Regions from separate parts of the Sus scrofa genome. Here all the other regions are linked to region 1. A link is a contact called in public Hi-C and promoter capture Hi-C data. All regions are on one chromosome and are shown on one strand. Each heading gives the region's core, a stretch centred on a gene start, on an enhancer-like site or on the middle of the called end of the contact. The rest is flanking DNA. Distances are from core to core; before and after follow the strand shown.

Evidence for each region. Promoter capture Hi-C pulls out the DNA fragments that hold promoters and counts their contacts. A called contact is a pair of places that touch in the nucleus more often than the background predicts.
Region 2: a promoter capture Hi-C map of fetal liver shows a contact between it and region 1, with 1.8 times the contacts expected there. The contact joins two enhancer-like sites. A contact is called at or near these places in 1 of 5 promoter capture datasets (fetal liver), 1 of 47 Hi-C or Micro-C datasets (alveolar macrophages) and 1 of 2 datasets of contacts at active chromatin or transcription factors (skeletal muscle).
Region 3: a contact with region 1 is called in a Hi-C map of retroperitoneal adipose tissue, with 2.9 times the contacts expected there. The contact joins two enhancer-like sites. A contact is called at or near these places in 17 of 47 Hi-C or Micro-C datasets (alveolar macrophages, blood, brain and 9 more) and 2 of 2 datasets of contacts at active chromatin or transcription factors (alveolar macrophages and skeletal muscle).

Annotation. Positions count from the first base shown.
Region 1 is chr6:3,378,332-3,382,972 of Sscrofa11.1, forward strand. The region is part of intron 2 of GSE1 (genetic suppressor element 1); the gene reads right to left. Among named protein-coding and RNA genes, the nearest start is that of GINS2, 160 kb to the left of the region's middle. Within about 2 kb of position 2,005, at least 26 of the 83 cell types and tissues checked have an H3K27ac peak or open chromatin away from gene starts, as enhancers often do. A contact at or near this core is called in fetal liver and retroperitoneal adipose tissue, where this site is marked.
Region 2 is chr6:3,470,875-3,475,515 of Sscrofa11.1, forward strand. The region is part of intron 2 of GSE1 (genetic suppressor element 1); the gene reads right to left. Among named protein-coding and RNA genes, the nearest start is that of GSE1, 180 kb to the right of the region's middle. Within about 2 kb of position 2,782, at least 20 of the 83 cell types and tissues checked have an H3K27ac peak or open chromatin away from gene starts, as enhancers often do. A contact at or near this core is called in fetal liver, where this site is marked.
Region 3 is chr6:3,301,391-3,306,031 of Sscrofa11.1, forward strand. All of the region lies in intron 2 of GSE1 (genetic suppressor element 1), which reads right to left. Among named protein-coding and RNA genes, the nearest start is that of GINS2, 85 kb to the left of the region's middle. Within about 2 kb of position 2,536, at least 10 of the 83 cell types and tissues checked have an H3K27ac peak or open chromatin away from gene starts, as enhancers often do. A contact at or near this core is called in retroperitoneal adipose tissue, where this site is marked.

The sequences.
Region 1 (4,641 bases), core at 755-3,254:
CCCCAGCAAGTGCCCTAGGCCTCCACTTCCAGCCTGAGCTGCCCCCCCCAGGATGACTCACAGCCAGGCCTGTGGGGGGAGCGAGCCCTGAGGATTCTCCGGAGGAAGTCACGCTGCCCAGGAAGCAACTGGGTGGGGGCTGGCGGGGCTCAGGGGGAAGGGAGGGCTCGCCTTCAGGGGTGCTGGGGTGGGGGGGCCCCAGGCCAGGCTGATCTTTCACACCTGCTGACACCCTGACCGACCTGACCGCGGGTCTTGGCAGGTGCGGCGAAGGGCGTGGGGAGGGCCGCCCCCGCCAGTCTCTTCTGCGGCCGCCTGAACGGTGTGGGAGAGAGGCAAGATGAAGAAGGAGCCACTTCCTGGCAAATCCCACGACTCATCCAGGGCCGGAGGCAGGCGGGGGGCGGGAGGGGGGGCGGGGACGCGCGCCTTCTAAGGCCTCTCCCGAGGTCGGGGGCCTGGGGGCTGACCGCCTATTTCCATCCTTACCGCTGCCCCCTGCCCCAGTCCCAGCTCAGGGGGTCCCGGCTCCAGATGGGGAAACGGAGGCTCAAAGAGCGTGAGGCCGCCTGGCTGGCGATGCCCGGCCTGGCTTCCAACCGCCTCTTCCCACGAGGGCTCCGGGGATTTCGAGGAGGCCCTGCAGAGGCTCCACAGGAAGGCGGCCGGGGGGCCGCTCCCCCCGCCACTTCCACCAGCTAGAAGGCGCCACTCGCTTCTGTGCGCGGTGCCCAGTCTCTCGCTGGCACGCACAGACACAGGAACCCTTGGCATTGCCAGGGCCCTCATTAGCAGAGGATCTTAAAGCAGAATGTGGAAACCCTTCAAGACCCACCGGGCCGCGCGCCAGCGTGCTCTGGCTTTACAGGGTGAGGACACTGAGACAGGCCAGAGGGTGCCTCAAGCGCCCCCCCGCCCCCCCCCAGGCGCCCCCCCAGCCCCCATGCACCTCCTGCAGGGGTGGGGCTGGAAACCCCCTCCTGCCTGCTGGATGCAAGGGAAGGGCGCCAGTGCAGCAAGGGGTGTGGGGACAGGAACGCACAGAAGAAACGGGGGTCCACAGAGGACCCAAACCCACCCAGAGCTAGTTTGTAGCAGGTGAAGCTGGGCCTGGAACTCAGGCTTCCTGACGCCCACAGACCAGCCCTGGGCAGGCTTCTGCACTGGGCAGGAGAGATGGCCGCAGTGCCCAGGGGGCTGGGCTGGGAGGACAGCTCTGAGCCCAGAGGCAGGAGCCTTGGGACCTGGTCCCGGCTGTGTCACAAATTCGCTTTGGGCTCCAGCGCCTCATCTGAGAAGGTGAGGCCCGGACAGCCTGAGAGTCTGTCTCTCGATGTGGACAGAAAACCCACTCCCAGGCCTTGGCCCAGTTGTCCCGCGCCCTCGGCTCCTGCCCTGGGACCCCTGGAAGCAGGCCTGCACGGCACTGGGTGGGAGGCCTGGCACTGGTCAAGGGAGAGGCTCAGCCCAGGGTCAGCCTTTCTGTGGCAATCGGCTTAATCCCGGAGGCCTGGCTGAAAACTCTGGACTCCTTCCCTAGCCCTCCCCGGCCTGGAGCAGAGCTCTCTCAGCCAGTCTCTCTGCCAAGCCCAGGCTGACGGACAGACCAACAGACAGATGGGGCGAGAGAGACCCTCCAGAGAGCTGGGGGGGCCGGGCAAGGGCCGCCCAGGCGCGATCTCAAGCAGCGGGGCAGGCCTCGAATTAGTGACGACGTGTCCTCAACACACACACCAACTGCTCTGTCTACACCCGAGTCGTCCTCTGCGCTCTGAACCCCCCCCCCCACAGCGGGGCGGACGGCCCCGTTCTACGGTGGGGGAAACTGAGTCTCAGGGCAGCCGCCGGAGCCTGAACGTGGCCCCCGAGCTCTCCCCAGGAGCCTGATGTGGGCTCCCAGCTGTGTGACCTTGGCCAAGCCACATCCCTCTCTGGGCTTCTTCCTCCCCTGCCCGCCTCCGCAGCGTCAGGTGCTGACGTCAGAGCCCTGCCTCACAGCCAACGAAGGCGATGACTCAGCCGAGCACGCGGTGCAGTCTGGCCACGTGGCCCGGGTCTCCCGGCCATGCCCCAGGGCTCCTTCCGTGACCACCACGACGGCCAGCCCTGTCCCATCCACACAGGGGGGCATCCTCAGCACCCAGAGACCCCCCCCATCCCGAGAGACCGGCCCCCCTCGGTCCGTCCCACAGCCCCCTGCGTGCGCGCATGTGCCTGGGCAGCGTCCCTGGACCAGGAGGCACAGCTGCCCGGGCAGCGGGGGCCGCGGGGCCACGGCGGGCAGCCCTGCAGGGGAGAGATAAGGCTGGCTCCGGGTCCCTGCCCCTGATGGGGCTGCGGGCGGGAGCTGGGCCCTGGCACCGGGCTGGGGATGGTGGCGGGAAGTGACAGGGAGGCAGAGCCGGGAGACAGGCCCCTCACAAAGAGCGCGTCCTCTGTAAGTGGAGATAAACCCTGCGAGAGAGCGGGCGCTAAATCAGTTGTTGAGCCGATGTACCACACGCTGACAGGGCAGATGTGAGGCCTTTCACGGCCGCGCGGCTTTCATTTGTCGTTATTCATGGGCGAGCCGGGCGCTTTATCTCCCTCGCATTATGTGAGGCCACGAGGCAGACACTTGCTCCTGCGCGCGCAGGGCTCCCTCGGAAAATATTAATATGTAAATGTCACTCTCCCAAGACCAGAAATGAAATGGAATGACCGGCTGGGAGATGCTCTGCTGGCAAGATAAAAAAAGAAAAAAAAAAAAAAAAAGAAAGAAGAGGAAAAAAAAAAGCCAAGGAGCGAGGAGAGGCTGCTCAGGGCTGGAGGCCAGGGGGCTGCTTCAGGAAGGAGGGCTCGCGGGGAGCCGGGGTCTGGGGCTCCCAGCCGCCTTCTGTCTCCAAGCAGAGGTTCCACCTCAGAGCCGGGAGGGGAAGCTCCTGGGTGGTGGGCCAGGGTCCGGAGGGCTTCCCTGCCTCCAGGACAAGTATCACGGATGCTGACATGTGACCGGGCGGTCACTCTGGGGGCTTCTGGGAGCACTCACGTGCCTGGGCTCCTGGGTCACTGCCAGCCCCGTGGCCCCATTTGCCGGATGAGGAACGGGGCGTGGGGAGGCTAACTGGCTGGGCCAGGGCATGTGATGGCATACGGGGGGCGGGGCTGGAACCCAGGGCTGCGCGTGCCCAGCCCCTGCCAGTGTCTTCGGAGGCCACCATCTCCTCCCATCACATCCCGAGGGAGGACCCTCTGATCCCGAGGAGACAGACCCAGGCCACCCCTGCCTTTCCCGGCTGGTCCCAGCCTGCCCTCCCCAAGGAAGGCGGAGGCCGTCCCCCACCTGCCAGGAACCTTAGGCAGTAAGAGGCACCCTACCCCCACCCGCGGTGAGCGGGACCCCCGGGAAACCATGCCAGCTTCTCAAGGAAGAGAAACGGGGCAGGGGCCTCCGAGCGCCCAGTCCACGGCCCGCGTTTTACAGCCGGGGGGATCTCTAACCATCAGAGCGATGCCCAGCAGCCCCGAGGCAGGCTCGACTCCTCCCAGCCATCACCCCCCTCAACTCCTAGGGGTGGGGCCTGCGCTGTCTTCTTGTCATGGGTAGCACAACGTCCCAAGGGGTCGCGGTGCCGCAGTCGGGACACCACCTAGCTGCCCTGCCCCGGGGCCTCCACTCCTCCCTCCAGGAGGAGGCATCTGTGGCCAGTGAGCTTCCAGGTGCCCGTGCAATGATCCCTCCCACGCGGGGACCACTGATTTTGCACTGAGGATGTTTGGCAGCAGGCAGGGACCCCGGTATAGATGGGCAGTGCCCGCGGGGTGGCTGCCCTCAGGGCTGGCGCTCTGCTCGAAGCCCCACGGCCTCTCTTCGCAGCCTTACTGCGGCCGGGTGCTGAGCCTGCCCCCTGCTCCCCTCTTCTCTGCGTCCAGCCCCTGCTTCCCACCATCCCATGTGCCCAGTGTTGAGAAAACTGGACCGGGGAGAGGTCCGGGGGGAGCGGCCACCAGCCACAGGACTAGCTGGGCAGCCAGCTGGCTTAACTTCTTGGCAGAAGAAATAGGCGTTTTGGGGGGGGATGGGAGGGACCCCACCACAGAGCGATGCTTGAAGCCCAGCCCTGCCCAGCCGGACCCACGGCACCCTGGAGGAATGTGGGGGCATTTCCAGGCCCCCGCCTGCTCAGGCAATCTCCCCACACACGGAGAATACCAGCCTCGAGCCCCGGGAAAACACAGGCGAGAGCTGAGAGCAGCCTTCTGGAGGCTGCTGCCCTCCCCCCCGCCCCCGCCTGCCTGCTGCCAGATCCCATCAGCCGCCTCTCGGGTGACCCAGGCCGCGGAGCTAGCAGGAGCAGTTGTGTTTCTCCCCAGCAACGCCAGCTCGCTACTTAACCCTGTCCAGCAGGGCGCCCGCGGGAGGCCTGCCCGAAAGACGGCGGGGCTGGGGGTGCGAGGGCTGAGACCAGGAGGCCCCGGCTCCCTGGGCACTCCCGGCTGGAGGGCAGGCCCCTGGGGACAGGGACAGGGATGGAGCAGAGGTGGGGCGGCGCCTGCAGATGGAAACTATGACTTCAGAAAGCTGGAATGCTGCTTGGGAAACATCAAGGCTCATTCATCACAGGGAGACACCCTGGGAGCCGGAGGGCGGGCTCCTGGGCT
Region 2 (4,641 bases), core at 1,532-4,031, 93 kb after region 1:
GGAGCGCGCAGAGCCGCCCCCTTTCCAAGTTGGGGAAAGGAAGGCGCCGTGGGGCCTGGGCCAACTGATTTCCTGCGCTGGCGCCTGGCGGTGGGCAGCCCGCCTTTGGCAGCGGCTTGGCATCAGAAGGCGCTGGCAGACCGCAGAAGTGGAGGGGGCCGGCGGGGCGGCTCCCACACGTCCAGTTCGCCCAGGCACCCAGGACAGCGGCGCCTCCCACCTCGTCCTGAAAGTGGGTGCCGGGGGTGGGGAGTGTTTTGCATCCTGGTTGCTATGCATCGGCTCTATCCTGGAGTTCAAGCCGGGACCTGTCTCCCTCCGTGAGAGCCTGTGGCCGAATATTTCCTGTCTCTTAAAACAAGGTTCACCCGCCCTCTCCCAAGTCGCTGGCCCCCCACTGCCCGAGCTGGCATGGAAGAGGCCCCGCTCTAGCCACCCCTCCCTCATCGCCCAGGGGCCTGGGGGAGGCTGGCAGCTGCAGGGAGGTTTCCCTCCCACCTTCTTCTCATGGGATCTGAGTGGGTTTTGCGACAAGGAGTGAGCCAGCAGGGCAGCCTGAGGCTGGGAACAGGCCGCCTGGGTCTGCAAGGATGCTCTCCACGGCCCTATTAACATCTGAGAGAACATTCTAGAGGAAGGAAGCTGGGGGGTGGGGTGGGGAACCCTGAGCACCTCGGAGCTCAGCAGACACACGGAGCCTGGGGACCGCCGGCCAGCCCTTGGGGCCCCGGGCCGGGGGTCTCAAACGCCGTCTGGGGTGGCCCCCACCCCCCATCCCGTAGGACACCGCAGCCTCCCGTCTGCGGAGCCTGGGCGGTTGCGGTTTTCCTCTCTCGCCCGATCTATTCTGGGCTGGCTCTGCTCGGGGCGGGCTGGGAAAGGGCTGAGGCCAGGGCAGGGCGGCAGCGGGGCCGCAGGAAGCCGGGAGGAGGCTGGCAGGCTGACTGAGGGGCTGCTCCGGGCAGGCCCCTGGGGAGCGTGGGCAGGGAGGGCGCGCATATGAAGGGAGAGTCCAAAGATGGAAAGCCCTGGGAGCCCTGGCGGGAAAGGAGGCTCCGAGCCACTGCGGTGAGGCCTGGGCACGGTGCCCGACCCGAAGCCAGAGCCACAGAGCTGGGCACCGGCCACTGGGAGGTGTCTCTGGCCGGCGTACGTGCCAGCTTGTGTCCACCACAGCCAGGCCTGCAGGCTCCGAGACGCCCCTCTGCCTTCCGGCTCCACCCCTGGACAGACCCGGCCCCCACGCTGGGCTCAGTCTGTCCACCTGTGAAATGGGGCGACTCGTGGCACTGCCCCTCTCATGCGGAAGAGCCTGGCACACAGTAGGGATACAATAATCTCTTCCCACTGTAACACACTCCCTGGTCGACACAGCCCTGAGGCCCTGGCTGCCCCAGGCTTAGATTTTTCCGGGCCTGGTCATTCCTTCCTCAGACCAGGGCTCTAGGGCAAGGCCCATGCTCACAGGCTGGCATGCAGGCTGCCCCAGTTTGCCCTCTCGCCTGCTCAGCTCCCACCTCGCCATGGCCCGACCTCCAGCCTCGCTTTTCAAGATGCCCAAGCATCCACCCTCCCTACAAGCTCGCCCTCCCCCACTGAGCATGCCCAGCTGCCTCCCTCCACCGTCTAATTCTCACACACGGCATTCCCAGATTTAAGCACCACCTCCTCCAGGAAGACTTCCAGGGATGCATCCAGCCTGTGCCTTATTGAGTTTCCAGAGCACTCAGCCCGGGCCCACGCGGAGCCTGGCAACCATGTGCCAGCGGAGCTGGGGCTGGCACAGAGGGCATTCACGGTGCCCGGGGAAGATGTGCTTGTCAGAGGCAGTGGGAAATGGGATGGCACGGGTCCATTTTGCTGCAGGAAAAGAGATGCACTGGGTGTGAGGAGGGGGAGGAAGGGGGTCTTCTACTCCAAGGGAGACAGATGAGCTAACACCGCCTCCCCCCGGGACCTGCAGAGAAGCCCACACCTGGCTCCCGGCAGGGCCTGGAAGCTTGGCGTGAACCTGCCGAGGCCAGGCGAGGCCAGGCGGGGAGCTGCAGGGGGGAGGGAGGGAGAGCCCTTCAGGACAAGACCAGCCGCCCTGCACGGAACAGGCTCGGGTGACTCGCTGACCCCAGGACCCACCAAATCCTCGGCTTGAAGGTGAAGCTCAAAGCTGGACGGGCTTCCTCGTGTTAACATGAGAAGAGCAAGTCCCCAACCTCCACCATTATTTGAGAATTCTCCCTCCACACCCATCAAATTAGAGCAGTGTCCAACGGGGCCGCGGGAGCGCAGACAGGTATTAAATTTTAATGAGCGCTAATGGCTTTGCCCTACTTTGTGAGAGCCGGGCCTACATTTATGAACGTTTAATTTCTCGGGCCCTGACCTCTTTCCTTCCCTCTCCTGCCGTCCCCTCGCCGGCTGCTCCCCTCACTGATGCTTGAGGGCGGGGCGGGAACCTTCCTGGACCACCTGACAGTCGGCTCCCTGAGCCTGATGGCCAAACGCTCACTCTCCTGGGGAGAAAAGCAGAAGCAACAGTCACAGCCCCAGAGCCTGCAGCCGGCAGGAACAGACTGTCCACGTGACGCTAGGAACATGGCATTTCATGGATTCCCTGACTCCCAGGTAGATGCGGGAGCGCCCCCCCCGGGGGGGAGGGGGCACATCCCACTGATGCCTGCAGGCCAGCAGCCCACCTCCGTGGGACCACAGATCCCTGGAGCCTGAGTCAGGACCGCAGGGCAGGGTGGCGGCCGAGCCCCTGCTGCCCCCTGGCGGCCATGAGGCCCACCTGCCGGGGGAGGGGGAGGTCTGACCACAAACCCCGGGCTCAGGCCCGGCCACCAGGCAGGCCAGGACGACGGCTTGGTTCTGGACCGGAAGTCCTAGAGAGATCGGAGCCCTGGAGTCGGCTGCGATCTCATGGGTTTGGGTCCCACGGCCCCTGTGGGGCTGCACGTCCCAGCAGCCTGAAGGAAGACTGTTCTGGAAGGTTCCAGGCCTGCCTCAGGCAGTGACAGGTGGCCCTCTGAGCCTGAGGAGTCATCTTTGCTCAGTGAAGTTAACAAAACATCCCCCCAGCTGCCTCATAGCCCTTCAGCTTCAAGGTGGGGTCAATGCCAGTCGCACTTATTAAGCGCCTACTGTGTGCTGGGTGCTGCGGGACTGAGCCGTAACGACGTCAGGCGTGACTGCTGGCAGGAGCCAAGGGGTGACAACATCACAGACTTCAGGTCATTCGGCCTGGAGCCCCCAGAGCATGCAGACCACCGTCTCTCCTCTGTCCCGCCAGAGGCCCCCAGATGTGGCCCAAGCTCACACGTGCCCTCGAGAGCCTTCCACCCGCGTCTCCGGGAGGGAGCCGCAGCGCCTCCGCTGGGCCTGCTGGAAGCGATGCCTGCAGGGCCCGGGGCTGGCGGCCTGCAGCGGCTCCCTGGACCTTCCCTCTGATCCTCCTGCCTCTGACAAGCCTTCAGTCCTGCCAGAAGGAGGAGGCCAAGCCCAAAGAGGCAGCTCGAGGGGAGCAGAGAGAAGCCCAGGCTCTGGCCCGGCTGTGCGGGAATTCGGGTGCTCAGAGAGACACACGCTCCGCTGCCTCTGCGTGGACAGGGGGGCATCAGTGGGAGGGTCTCCGACCTGGCTGGCGTCAGCCACCAAGGCCCCAGTCACCCTTCAGTAAGGAGGCAACCACCTGGCTTCCAGTCCCTTCCACCACCTCCTGGCTGTGCTCTCTAGCTGGGCCTCAGTTTTCCCGTCTATGAACTGGGGACAGTGAGAGAACTTACACCCTCACAAGAATGCCCAGTAAGATACAGCTGAAATTTAAATTTCACATAAATAAGGAATAAATGGTTTTTGTTTTGTTTTGTTTTGTTTTGTCTATTTAGGGCCACACCTGTGGCATACAGAGGTCACAGGCTAGGGGTCCAATTGGAGCTGTAGTCACTGGCCGACACCACAGCCACAGCAACACCAGATCCGAGCCCCGTCTGCGACCTACACTACAGCTCATGGCAATGCCAGATCCTTAACCCACTAAGCGAAGCCAGGGATCGAACCTGCGTCCTCATGGATACCCGTCAGATCCGTTTCCTCTGAGCCACGATGGGAATTCCAGGAAAAAGATTTCAAATATAACGGCTTAAGGCATCATTCACGTACCATGCCCGAGACACTAGTTTCTAGTGTATGCACAGAGCTGGGCCACTGTCGCCACAATCCATTTAGAATATCTTCACAACTCCAGAAAGAAACCCCGGACCCGTTAGCAGTCACTTCCATTTCGCCCCCCAGCCCTAAGCAATGAATACATTTTTGAGCATAAGCATATCCCAAAGACGACACGGGACATTTTTTTTTTGGCCACGCCCATGGCATGGGGAAGTTCCTGAGCAAGGAATTGAACCTGTACCACAGCAATGACGTGAGCCCAGGCAGTGACAAGGCCAGATCCTTAAGCTGTAGAGCCACACGGGCACCCTGACATGGCAGATACACTTGTACAAAAAGGTATTTGTTGTTTATCTGAAGTTGAAATTTAACCGAGTGTCCTGTTTCGTTTTCCTTTCTAAATCTGGCGGCCCTGCCCCCGGGGCGGCCGTGGGCATCAAGAGCGCCAGGTGCTTCAGACAGAGTCAGTGATGT
Region 3 (4,641 bases), core at 1,286-3,785, 76 kb before region 1:
GTCTCTTGCTGAATTCTTGCTGCACTGCGACGAAGTGAAGCTCCTCGGAGCCCCAGAGGCGCCACCTAGCGGTCTCAGAGGCACTACCTGCGCCTGCCTCCACTGAGTCCCAGCCCCGGTCCAGCCCCTGCTCTGTGATGGGCCCTTGATACCTTGTCCTCTTGGGATCAGCAGGGCTCATGGTCTAATAACATCCCCCACCCTAAGCAGCTGCTCTTGCACAGAAGGGCTGCCTGTCACCATCATTTTTCCATCACCCCAGCCACCCCATTCAGCACCTGAATTGGCAGACAAGCGCCAGGGACCTGGGCTCCCGTGCCATTTACCCAACACCTAACATGTGCTGAGACTGCTCAACTCCTGTCATTTAATCCCCTCGGGCCCTGCAAGGCAGCCTCCAGACCTCCAGTGAGGAGACCCGAGAAGGTTAATTAACTTGCCTAGGGCACACAAATTCGATCCAAGCCTGATCCAGACCCCGGCTGTTGGCCCCGAACCAGGCACCATTTCTCAGTAGCTACCTGCTGCTGCAGATGGACCGGGCGCTGAGGAGTGGGGGGAAGGGGCAGGTGTGGCATCTCCAGCTGGCTGTAAACCATTCCCTGTTCCAGGAGGGTTGGGGGACCCATCACCCAAAGTCCAGCATCCTGGGCTTTAGGCAGTCCCTCTGCACGAGTGGTCCACCCGGCCCAAGGCTACCAGTGCAGAGTCCCCCGGCAGGGGCCTGCCCAGCCGCCCCCTCCATCCCCAGCCCCTGCTGCCCTGCCCTGCCCCCAAACCTCCATCACTTACACTCCGGACTCCCTTTCTCTCTGCAGCCGGCTATCAGTGGCTCAGAAATCCTCTCCATTCTTCAAAGCCGGGCTTAAATCTTATCTCTTCCAAGGAGGCTTTTCCCGTCCCCGCCTCTGGAACTCATCTCTCCAGGCACTGCTAGGCAGTAATGCGCAGGGCAGCGGGCCTTGGAGACTGGCGGGACGGGGGCGGGGGGTGAGATCCAGATTCCCAGGCCACCTCACACTGCCACCCTCAGGGGTGGGGGCCAGGAAAGCGCATCCTTAGCAAGCAAAGGGCAGGAGTTGGGGGGGGTAAATGGGCCCAGAAACAGTAGGTGCCCAGAGGGGAAGGGGACTCTGTGACACATCCCCGGTTGCTAGGCCTGCCTCTGCGCGGTCACCTCTCCCGCAGCCCCGCAGAAGGCATAAAAGGGGGGGGGAACTCCGTGGCAGCCCTCTCCCCCAGACCCCACCCCTAGGGAGGGGCCAGACCCGGGGTGGGGGTGGCGGGGACCTGGGGGCAGGCCCAGGCCTGGCCCGGGGACCTCTCCAGTGGCCAGGATCACCGCCAGGGCGCAGGAAGGGTTAAGGCCCGGACGACCCCGGGCGGCCGAGGTGGCAGGAGTCTGCCTCTTAACCCGGGGCAGCCCGACACTTCCTGCCCTTTCCGCGCCGGCTTCCAAGCTGCACCAGCTCACAGCTGCACTCCTTACAATCAGTTAACAGCTGTTTTGCATAGATTTTCAATTCTAATTGCCTCGCTTTGTGAGCCGCCGGGCCCCGTGAATGGGGAAGCCGCCGCGCGGCGAGAAAGCGGGCGGGGAGGGGGTGGGGGACACTCCAGAGGGGCTAAAAGGAAGCCGGGGTGCGCCGGGCTGGCGGCTTTTATTTTTCTTTTTTAATAAACGAATCCCCACTAACTGCCCCTGCCCCGGCTCCTGCCTCTCCCCCTGCAGCCCAGGATTGGAAGGGGGCCCCCCCAACCTTGGGAGAGACGCCCCCCCATGACCTGAGCTCCCTAACCCACCCCAGACACAGTACCCCGGCGGGGGGTGGGGGTGGGGGCCGCTTCCAGCGCTGAGCCGCCCGCGGGAGCCCGCGCTCCCCTCCCCCTCCAGCCCCCACCAGCCCCCCAGGCTCTCCAGTACCCAGATATGGGAAGCTAATTGGACAATAAAGTTGAGCAGCGAGGAAACGCGCTCTCTGGAGACAGCTGGCATCTATAAAAGAGAAATATTTGCATTTAAAACCTTTAAACTTTATACGGGCGGCCGGGCCAAGGCAGGGGGAGGAGGATGGAGGGGGTGTTCGGACCCTCAAGGGGGCCGGGGCTCCTCGGGGGAGGCCGCGCAGGCCGCTGGGGGTCCACAGAGGCCCTGAGGCTGGGAGCTCTGAACTTCTCCGCCACCGGCAACTCCCCCCTCCACGTCCCACGCCCCTGCTGCTCCCTACAGGACACCAGCCAGCCGACGACACTGGCCTGGGTGGCCTTGCCGTGGGTCAGGATGGAACCCCCCAAGCTCCCTGCCCACTTGGGAGATGGGGCATTCCGTAGGAGTCTCCAGGCCTTTCCAGGCCAAGCACACGGGGCTGGGGTCCATACCCCACATGGTGGGCCTGGCTGGGCTGCCGCCCACCCCACAGGTTCACCTGGGCAGAACCTCAGGGCACCGTCTCCAAGCTGTCCCTCCTCCTGGCCACCTGCTGAGCCGTGGTGGGGAAGTGGCCCCTAGGCTGCAGCTTCCTGCAAGAAGACAGCTTGCCAGGCGGGCCAGGGCTTCCCCAGGGCTTGGCACAGCTCTCAACTCGGAGCGGGGGAGGGGGAGGGGAATGGGGGTGGGGTTGCCACCTCATTGCCCGGATGAGGAAATGGGGGTTCAGAGAGGTCAACTGCTTGCGGGGGTGCTGGCAGGCAGCTCCCCTCCACGCTGCTGCTGGGGTGGGGGCCCAGTTTTCATTTCCTCGCATGCCTAGTTCCCATTTTTCATATTTGAGAGAACCCTGGCCCCATTTTCCTGCTGTCAACATTTGTTCCTGAGGCGTTCCTGAGGGGTCTGAGTTGAGCAGGCTTTTCCGGAAAAAAAAAAAAAAGCACTCAGATCCCAGCCTTGCATCCTCCCGACTCCCTGGCAGGCCGGCACCGAGGGGGTGGGCGGTGCAGGCTCCCAGCCTCTGCCTTCCAGGGCCTGAGCCGAAACTTGCAAGGGCAGGAGGAAGGGGCGGCAGCGACGAATGGGGCCCAAATCCACGGCGCACGCATGATTTTCAACCATGTCAATGAAGCAAAAACCACACCAGACACATCCCCTGTGGCCCGGAGCACTCTGTCCTCGCCCCTTCTGTTCCCACCAGGAACATATTTCCAATCCCAGCAGTGTCTGTCGGCTGGGCTCCTGGGCCGCCGCCACGTCCTGGCTGGGCGTGCAAGGCCCCCGAAGCTGTGCAACTGTCTTTGGGCTTCAGCACACCCTTCCGCCTCCCCAGCCACCAGACTCCCTTCTCCACCATCTCTTCCTGAACACGACTTCCTGGTCCTCTTTGCGGGACCCTCATTCCAGGACGGTCCAAAACGCACATTTCAAAACAGAGCATCTGCGAGCAGCCACCGGCCTGTGGGCAGGACATCAGCGCGGAGGGGAGAGGGTCAGGGGACAGACACCTGGGCTAAGCCTGAGTGACCACCACCTGGCCGGGCAAAGCGCCACCTGGCTTGCTGTGCCCCAGTTCCGCCAGCTGCTGACTTGACGTGCGAGCAACACAATCCACCATTCCCTGGGTTTAACGCGAGGACTAAACGAGACGGTGAACTAGACAGGGGCCTTGCACGGTGCCCGGAACACGGCTGGAGCGCAGCAGAATGCCTTATATTGGGTGTGAGGAGGACACGGATGGGAGGGAAACAGCAAATAAAACGGTTTTACGAGGAAGCAGACAGGCAGGGCGGCCTCGTAGGCAGCAGGGTGAGAGCAAGGCATCGGAGCCTGTGACGCGGCCTGGGTCCAGGCAGCGTGGGGCTGGCCTGCTCTCTCGCTCTCCGTCCAGGCAGCAATGTCTCTCCCGCCCTCCCCCCCCCAAGGTAGAGGTTTTGGGGAACCAAAGACCTGCCAGGAATCTGGCCAGTTCCTCCCTGAGCACAGGGCTGTGCTGGCTTCGGTACCACCAGCTGGTCACCTGCAGGTTCTGTGTAGCCACAGTCTTGGAGGAGCCAGAGAGAGGGCTGGCACCCAGCAGGGCCCAAGGTTCTTGGTTTTGTCTTTTTTTTTTTTTTTTTCCGGGCCACCCCCACAATGTATGGAAGTTCCCAGGCTAGAGGTCGAATCCGAGCTGTAGCTGCTGGCCACAGCCACAGCCACAGCCAGAGCCACAGCAACTCGGGATCCGAGCCGCGTCTGCAACCTACACCACAGCTCATGGCAACGCCGGGTCCTTCACCCACTGAGCGAGGCCAGGGATCGAACCTGCATCCTCACAGACGCTATGTTGGGTTCCTAACCCACTGAGCCACAACAGGAGCTCCAAGATAACATTTGGAAATTATACACTGAGGTTCAGGTTTTATTCACAAGTTTCACCTTTTTGTTTTGTTTTGTTTTGTTTTGTTCCCAGGCCAGGAAGCGAATGGGCATCAGAATAGTGACGCTGCTGAATCCTAAGCGCTACGCCACCAGGAACTCCTTACCTCGATTAAAAAAGAAAAAAGAAATCCCAAGCCAGAGTCCCCCCGCCGATGGTGGGAGAGGCCGGACAGGGCCCACGGCGCCCAGAACACCCCCACGAAGCTGCCCCGAGGACAGGCGGCCCCTGGAAACTCCACTTCCCGCTGCTCTAGACGCCTGGCCGCGGGGAAAACCTGTCAGGTTCAAGC